Regions from separate parts of the Solanum lycopersicum genome. Here region 2 is linked to region 1. A link is a contact called in public HiChIP or PLAC-seq data. All regions are on one chromosome and are shown on one strand. The core of a region is the stretch at or near the end of the contact, and the rest is flanking DNA. Distances in the headings are between cores, read along the strand shown. Region 1 has its middle 22 kb from the start of LOC101261613. Region 2 has its middle 14 kb from the start of LOC138348169.

Region 1 (4,602 bases), core at 1,576-4,075:
AATTAGGAGCGGAAAATTAAATATAATGGGGTAGATTTTTTAAAATAAAATAATATCAATTTCTATCAGAGGAGGGGAGAGGGGAGGATGAAATATGAAAATTTTAAAAATATTTTATAAATAATTTTTTTTTTTTAAAAAAAGGATGGAGTTGTCGCGGGGGAGGGGGAGGTACATGGAGGAGGTGGTGGAGTGAGATAAGAAAAATAATTTAATTTTTTATATGGATAGTAATCTTTAATTATTAATAATATATGGAGGAGGTGGTGGAGTGAGATAAGAAAAATAATTTAATTTTTTATATGGATAGTCATCTTTAATTATTAATAATATTAATTTTTGTTAGTGATATTTTTTAAATTTATGTTTTAGTGATATTTTCTAAATTTCTTGTACTCCTCTTCGTTAGGTCTCTTTTACTCCTTAATGACTTGAAGCCATCATAGAATTCTTCATATTTCGTTAAAGGTGGATAAAAAAATTTAAAATATTATATATATATATATATATATATAAAATAATAATAATAATTTCACATAATTCAGGATAGATAGACTATAGTAAATTCGATATTCTTGTCTCTTCTTTTTGGAATTTTTTTTGTCTCTTTCTAAATTCAACACTAGGTCTCCTATTTATTGCCTAATATTTTGACAAAACAACCAAATATCAAAAAGTCTTAATTACTGTATTATTTATGTGGTTACAGTAATTTTATTTCAATTTGTTTGGTAATGTATGGACCTTAACGTGTTCCCTAATATGTGAATTTCTATATTAAAAAATAAAATAAATATGTTGCTACTATTTTTTTTAAAAATAAGAGTAAAAGACAAACAATATAACTTCATATCAAAAAGTTGTTGAACATAAATAACAACTAATTTGTTGTTGAAGTCTAAAGATAAAAGTTTAAGTGCCTAAAATATTTGACTTTCAAATGCTATATAGATTCACACAACTTTTTAAGATAATCACTTTTTAATTTTAATTTATTTGTCTTTATTTTTAATTCTTTAAAGTCCGACCTTTTTATTTTTTTGATAACTTTTTATTTTAACTTTTCAGATGATATATTTAACATTATAAAATTGATGGTAATTTGATATACTTTATATATTCTTATAGTTTAAGATCACACAAGATTCAAAATTTTTTTTTGATTTTTTTAAACTCTGTATCAAGTCAAAATCAATCAAACAAATTGAAATGAAAGAAGATTGTGCATCAAGTTAAAACTAAATAAATAAATTGAAACGAAAATGTATTCTTTATTTGTGCATTGGTGATGTATAAATTGAGATGATTTATAGGTAAGTATTTAAAGTGAAAATTACTTCTATCTCTAGCCAAATAGTTGTTCTTTCATATTTTGTTTTATTAAAAAAAAAAGACTCTTTTTCTTTGACAAAAAATCAAGCTACGATGTTAACAATATCAAGGTTGGTAATACATATATTAAATGATTAAAGATATAAATATCTCCGAAAATATATAAAGAATGTAGAAGGTATTTTATAAGCAAATATTTCTTTAAAGAATTATATAATACATGATTAGACGTTATTTTAAATAAACCACATCAAAAGCGTACTATTTCTGTATAACAATGTTTGTCTGCTATTGACTTTACATTTTCTTAAGAAACTATAAATAAAAGAATAATTTTACTATATCACCCTTTGAATATCATAAATACAATGTTTTGAAAAATATAATAGAGAAAGAACTATAATTAATAATAAGAATAAATTAAAAAGTAAATATAAAATTATCAATTGATTTCATAAAATGGACAAATGTTATTGAACAAAGAAATATTAGATAAGAAATAATATGAATATAACTAATTATTACATTACTGATTTCAATATTATCATTTAACAATTAAACATTCTATTAAATATATTTTTTATACCTCCTATCAAATGATCCCTAAATGGTTAAAATAAAAAATGTTATTCACTCACAAATAATTGTTCATGATGTGAAAACACATAGGTGAATGACTAGTCTATGAATAGGAAAAAGTAATTTAGAGGATGAATTATGTGTCACATATGGAAACAAAACCAATTCAAAAATGATCATATAAACAAAATATGGAAAAGAAAACTGATAAAAAAGAGCCTAAAGAGAGCTAGAAAACTAGTTTCTATGATACAAAGTAATTTTATTTTTTCATATATAGGTCAAAAATAACTTATAATAAAGCATGCATTAGGTTTTAACTTTTTTAACCAATCAATATACAGCCAAAAACAGTCCTTTTTTTATTATTATATTTTGGAAAAAAAATGGACAGTTTGATTACTTCACTTTTTCCATGAATTTCAGTAAGCACTAAAAATTAGTTGTTATATAATATAATGGCATGTAAACAAAATTTAAAAAAGTGGGCTCCCTTTGCAGCTGTAGCCCCTTGTGTCTTTGCCTCCACACCTAACTTATCTTGTCATTTCTATAACTGAATTATTGTCATCTTATTTTCTATAATCGACAAAATATCTGAAATATATTTAAATTTAATTGAAAATATTATAATATTTTTAAATTTTAGGCAGAATTTATTATTCACACTATCTAATATTATATTTTAAAAATATATAGTTGTCTTTATAACGATATACTAATATTTATGATGTCCATGTAGACACCTATGTAGCTTTAGAACACACTATCAGATAATGCAGAGGTAATAGATTTTGCTCAAAATTTGAGATTGTTACAGCAATTTCGATCAAAGTTCGAATATATATAGAGAGTAATTTTTTTGTCTAGGGGACTCAAATGAATACTTAGACACTACTCATCCCTACTATCAATATGTTGTATTTCCTTTTAGTTGTAGGGCTATAGTGATTTTGGTCGATTCGTTATAAATAAATATCTAAATTTAATTTTTTTGTGATATATAATTAAGTATATTAATCTTTAATCATTTAAAATGTGTTTTTTTAATTTTTTCTAACAAATTTTTAGAATTATTAACCGTTCTACTATTCAATTACTCATATTATATGTTAACCTTGTAATATTATTTCAATATTTAACAATAATATATTTAAAAGTAGTTCAACTATAAAATTTTTCTTCATAAAGAGACTAATAACATATATTCAACTTATTATCTAAAAATTGAATAAATTGATCATATATTTGTCAATAATCGAAAGACAAAATGTAATATTATATTCTTCAATCTAAGAAGTAGATTAAACTTTTGGTTGTTTTATCTAAACTAAAAATAAAATAATTTATTTCAAGGAAAATGAAAAAAAATGTTTTTAAAAAAAAATAAAGAAGAAAAAGATAAGGTTGGTTCAGTTTATACATCATTTCTCCTCAATATAGTATACTTGTTCGTCCATATTTACATGTCTATTATATTAAAACATTTAAAAGAAAAATTAATCAGTTTATATACTTTTAATATTTATTATTAGTAGTTATTTTAATTCATTTTCAATGAATGAGATGATTTATATTTCTTCCTTTTCAATTGATATGTGTAATTTTAAGAAAAAAAGAAGGACTTCTGAAATTTATGGTCTAAAATAATTAATAGATATTTATTTGATTATGAATCTTATTAGTGAGAGTAAATGAATACTTTAAAGTCAAATCATTCTTTTTTAAACTTGTTAAAAACATGAATCATATAAATATGAACAAATGAGCATGAACTGATCGAATCGTATTATTGAAGATTGAGCAAGAAATAGCCAAAATCTTAAGCCTAGAACATTGCAGGCCCAACGCAATCCCATGGCCCAAATTTATCTCATCTAGGAAGAAAATGGCAATTTGATATTTTTTGGACCGCTAATTAAGTTTGGGGAAAATTATGGATTATAACAAATTATTAATTTGAAATGAATGTTCTACTATAATTTTATCTAATTCTAATTTGTAGCAAACATATTATCATTCTCTTCTCTCTCTCCAGAATCTCGGTCGCCATTCTCAATTCTCTCCCTTGTCTCTCTCTCTCTTTTAACAAATAAATGTATAAATTGTGTTTGTGTTTGTATAAAGCGACAGAGACTGTATATACAAATATAAATACATATCTCACCGTCCTATACACTTATAATTCTAATACAAATCTTTCTCTACCCCGCTTTTGCCTTTGCCTCTCTCGCTTTATACAAACAAAAATTATACGAATACAATATACAATTTGTGTTTGTATAAAATGAGAGAGAAATTTGATATACAAATACAAATATTGTCATTCGATTCAATTGTATATAAACTCAAATTTATGTAGATATACAAACATAATCATTGATACATATACATAGTAATTACATATATACAATTATCTAACCTAGATTATATAAAATTCACCCCTCTTCTCTCTCGCTCACCTCTCTCCTAATTTTATTCGTCATCTAGCTTAACACAAAGAACATATACATATACAAACACAACTTTCATAGTCAAAGACGTCCAATTTATACGAATCTCCGTAATTTATACAAATCAAATGCATAACAAACTACGTTTACTATGAATTGTAAATAACAAAACTATAACCTATAGAATGTCTTTTGTGTTTGCTATTCCAAGAAATTACTCATTAAACAATGTTTGATT
Region 2 (4,602 bases), core at 791-3,290, 70 kb before region 1:
TGATTTTGTTGTTCTATTTCGTTAAAAATAATACTCAACAAACTAATTTTTTTAAATTAAAATATATTGATAATCGATAATGAGAGTACTGATCAGCTATGGAGAAGACCGATTAGTGTTTAGATTTTAAATTTTGTAACCGCTGAGATTTTTAAGCTATTCTTCCTTTTTTAAAAGATTTTTCTCTCCTAAATTTGTCCTTTTTGTTATCTAATAATTGTATTCATTCAATTAAAACAAATAATAAAAATTTAAATAAAATACATAATAAATTAAAATTTTGATATTTTTACTAAATACTGAAAGTGTTGACACTGGTCCTATTAAATGTTAAAATATTGACATTTTGAAAAAATTCCCTTTATTATATACTCTCTTCGTCCCATTTTATGTGAGGTATTGACTCGACACAAAATTTAAAAAATAAAGAAATTCATTTAAAATTTGTGATCTAAAATGAATGCTAAAAATTTGTGTGGCTATACATCTTTTCATTAAGGATAAAATGAATATTTTCAAATTAATTTATTACTTAATATATAAATATATTATTCTTTTTTGAACAAATTAAAAAAAATCATATAAATTGAAAAACTATGGAGTAGTAATCAGTTATAACCAAATGACCTCGTTATTGAATTGAAATGAAAAGAAAGTAGACATTCAAAGTTTTTAAGAAATAAGTGTATATTATAAATTGACTAGTCAGAAATGTTTCTAATAATTTTTTCCCTATTACATTGAGGTAAAAACTTTTCCCCCTTAACAAAGCGCTATCTCAATCTTTACTTCACAACCTTCATATTTTAGTTGATCGATGAATATCAAAGATAGACGTGTCATGTTGTATGCCCTTTAGTTGACATACATTCAAGATTGTAAGAAAAGAGTGTACATATGTGTACGGGGAATCCAAGGAAGTTACCTTTCATTCTGTTCAAAATATTATGTACCAAATATACTATACTATATAGTGTATATATATACTATAGACAATAACTTTAGTAGTGTAAGAAATGTTTCTAGTGTTTAGAGAAGTGACTATCGACATCATGTCTCATTGTTTGTTACTAAAAAATGTTGACAGCACTTGATATGTGTGTAATTTTAAAAGTTGTACATTATATTAAAGGGAAAATGATGTGTATAACTAAATATATACTCTCTTCATTTCATAAAAAATAATCTGATTTGACTTAATATAAAGTTTAACAGTATAAAGAAATTCTTTTGTATTTTTTGGTTCTAAATTAAAGTTAGGTAAAACGTATAAAATTGTCCTTTAATCTTGTGGCCTTAAACATGCCTAAAAATCTATTTTTAGCTGTAATTACGCGGGTCAGTTTTTTAGTTTTGTATAATTTGCACGTTTGTATAATTCAGAATTTGTATAACTTTTGTATAATTCAAAATTCGTGTAATATAATTTGTATATCCGTTTACACTTCTAATATTTATAATTGTATAAATTTGTTATTTCGAGTTTATACAAAAATAATTGAATTATATAAATGTACATGCAAATTATATAAACTTACGAATGATACAAACAAGATAACTTAAACAGTAGCTATAACCCAAAAATATGTAAACTATAGGTATAGAGCAAAATTAAATTTATTATATTGATTATTTGTAAAGTTTCTTTTTAATTAAATAAGTAAGTATCATACTTAGGAGTTACTAGTTAGGTCTTAGGTTCATATGTATAAAATATTTTTATAAAGAATCTTATTATAAGAAAGTCTAAAGATTAGCACGTGAGTCCTACTAATCTCTCCATTCGTATTAAAACAAATTTATTGGGCTTCTCATACACATACTTCCAAAAATAATCCTCTTTTTAACTATATCATCTTTTTTTAAAATTAAGTAATACTCTAAAAAAATGTAAATTTTAGAAGTTAATAAAATAATCAAAGTGAAAATTCAAAAAAAAGAAGTATAAAATAAAGAGTGGGGTCCACATGGGAAAATATCTCCTTGTATGTACCCCACGTGGGGACCACTTTGTCGAACAACCACGTGGTGCCTCGTGACAGGCACGTTCAAAACCCTAATTTCTAGGTTAAGTTTTAGTACTTCAATTTTTTACGAGAGAGACATTTGATCACGAAATTTTTTATCTTTTTCAAATTTAAACTTTATATTTCAATATGTTTGGTCATAAATTTCTTAAATTCAAATTGAAGTTGAATTAAAGAATTTGAAAAATAACAAAAAAATATATTATTTTTTCACTTCAAATTACATAAAAAATGAAAAAAGAAAATTATCCTTAAATGTATGGATAATGCTTTAAACTACTTGGTGATTTTGGCCAAAGTCATATGCGGCCACTCAAACTTGTCCCGATTATTCATTTAGACACCTGAACTAGGACTTATACCTATTGAACACCTAAATTATCAAGAAATGTGCCTATTAAACACAAAACGCTGATGTGGCAAAGTAAGTGTATCTCACTGCTGCTGAGCGCGTGAATGCATTTTTTTATTTTTTATATTAAATATTTATACCTACTTTGTTGACACTTGGCATGCATTGACTAAATATATATAAAAAAATTAATTTAATTAAGCATAAATCTTTTAAATCATAAAAAAAAAACAAAAAAAATCCACACTCATCTTCCTTAAACCCACCATTTTAAAAACTTCAAATTTCTCTGCTTTTGTTATGATTTTCTTTTTCATTTTTTGTAAACAAAACGTCTGCTGCATTTTCAAGAAGAAGAAAAACTGAAACATTTGGAGTTAAAAATTGACCAAAATCTGTACTTTTTTATTTTCAATAACTCCAATTGAGCAACTATCACCATTCATAAACTTATTAGAAATGCTATAAAATATTTGATATAATTTTAATTTCTCTTTGTTGTCGATTTTAAAATAATTTATCAAGGTCGATTGTATTTATAAAATCGGAATAGTCGTCAAAGGAATAACATATAATGAAGAAAATGAAAGAGAAAAACATTTGGTGGATGAATTCGAAATGAGATGGGGTTAGGCTTTTTTTTTTGTTATGAAGAGGAATGGTGATTATGGAACAAGAGAGAAGAAGAATTGAAGAAGAAGAGAATAAGATGAAGAAAAAAGGGTAGTAAGTTAGATGGGATGGGGTTAGGTGGGGGTGAGGTGAAAGATTTTTTTTTAATTAATTTAATTTTTTATATATTATTAAAGGAAGGAAAATATTCTTTATTTTTTAAAATTAAATTAATGGGCCCATGTGCCACGTGTCGTAGTTCTATTCGTACTTTTTGTCAAGATAAAGAGTGTGCATTACACGCACAATATTTGTAAAGATAGTTGTTATTTTATGTTCAATAGATAAATATTTATTAATATTAAAGTGTCTAATAGGTAAGAGTCTCAGTTGAGGTGTCTAAATGAATTATGCGGACAACTTTAAGGGGCTATCGATGACTTAGGCCTTTAGTATTCTATGAACGTTGTCTTTTATCAGCCAAAAGATGTTATAAAACCATACATGTTTAGGATGATTAAGTTAGGTGATGATGATAACAACAATAATATACTTAGTATAGTCTTATACGCGAAGTCTAGAGAGTTAAGTTTGGATGTAGAGAGAAACTATTTTTTATAAATCCCAACAATTATATATATATATATATATATATATATATATATATATTTATATATATGAGCTAGACGACACGATAAACTAATATAAAAGATACGAATTTCTATCCAACAGAATAAAAAAAAATCAAATCTAACTTTTTAAAAAGTAAGTGAATTAATAATTTGTATTAGTACGTTTGGATATAAAATATAAAAGGACAAATAATAGTTAATTTAGTTAAGTGCTAACCGGAAAAATTAAAATTGAAAAGTTTTTTTAGTATGAAAAAAGGTATTATTAATAATGGTAGGTAGCTATCACAAGTCTTGAATATTATTTTTGGATATATAGGTTCCAAAGTGTTCATGTTAGTTACCACAAGTAAATGTTTTGGTACGACAAATAAATCAAATTATAATAATGTTTAGTGATGAAGACACATGGTATATGTTTGCAATGTGAATGTTAAAGAGGTCCCTTCCAAGGAAATTCTAATTAGTGAGATAATATAGAATTATTTCAAACTATAGAATGAATCAGTATATATTGTGAAAATATTTTTGTAATTAGATAAAAAAAAATTTAAAAAAAAATAGATCATCAACACAGAAAATTAAACTTGAGCTCATAAACGCTGGGCCTCTTTGTCATGTTGGACTACTACCTGCAACTTGTAATTGGGCTTTTCTTAAGTTCAACTAACTAGAAATAGCCCGATCTAACCAATTTTTGGCACTATAATTTAAAGGAAAAATTGTATAAAATAGTAAACTAATAACCTAAATTATATGGAATAGCTAGGGTTTGATTTAATTGTTCTCCATAGCAAACGTTGGCAAAAATTTGCCAGGCGTCTCTCTCCCAGAAGTCTCGCTCGCCACTCTCCCATTCTCGCCTCTCTCGCTTTATACACAGAAGTGTATAATTTCTGTTTCTGTTTTGTATAAAGTGAGAGAAAATTGTATATACACATGCAAAAATGTATATCTTCGTGTTATACACTTAATTATA

What was found. HiChIP or PLAC-seq counts read pairs in DNA pulled down with a chosen protein or histone mark.
Region 2: a contact with region 1 is called in an RNA polymerase II HiChIP or PLAC-seq map of leaf, with 5 times the contacts expected there. The contact joins two enhancer-like sites. A contact is called at or near these places in 1 of 8 Hi-C or Micro-C datasets (leaf) and 1 of 1 datasets of contacts at active chromatin or transcription factors (leaf).

What each region holds. Positions count from the first base shown.
Region 1 is chr4:51,676,329-51,680,930 of SLM_r2.1, reverse strand. No RefSeq gene overlaps it. Among protein-coding and RNA genes, the nearest start is that of LOC101261613, 22 kb to the right of the region's middle. Within about 2 kb of position 2,825, at least 2 of the 2 cell types and tissues checked have open chromatin away from gene starts, as enhancers often do. A contact at or near this core is called in leaf, where this site is marked.
Region 2 is chr4:51,745,474-51,750,075 of SLM_r2.1, reverse strand. No RefSeq gene overlaps it. Among protein-coding and RNA genes, the nearest start is that of LOC138348169, 14 kb to the left of the region's middle. Within about 2 kb of position 2,040, at least 2 of the 2 cell types and tissues checked have open chromatin away from gene starts, as enhancers often do. A contact at or near this core is called in leaf, where this site is marked.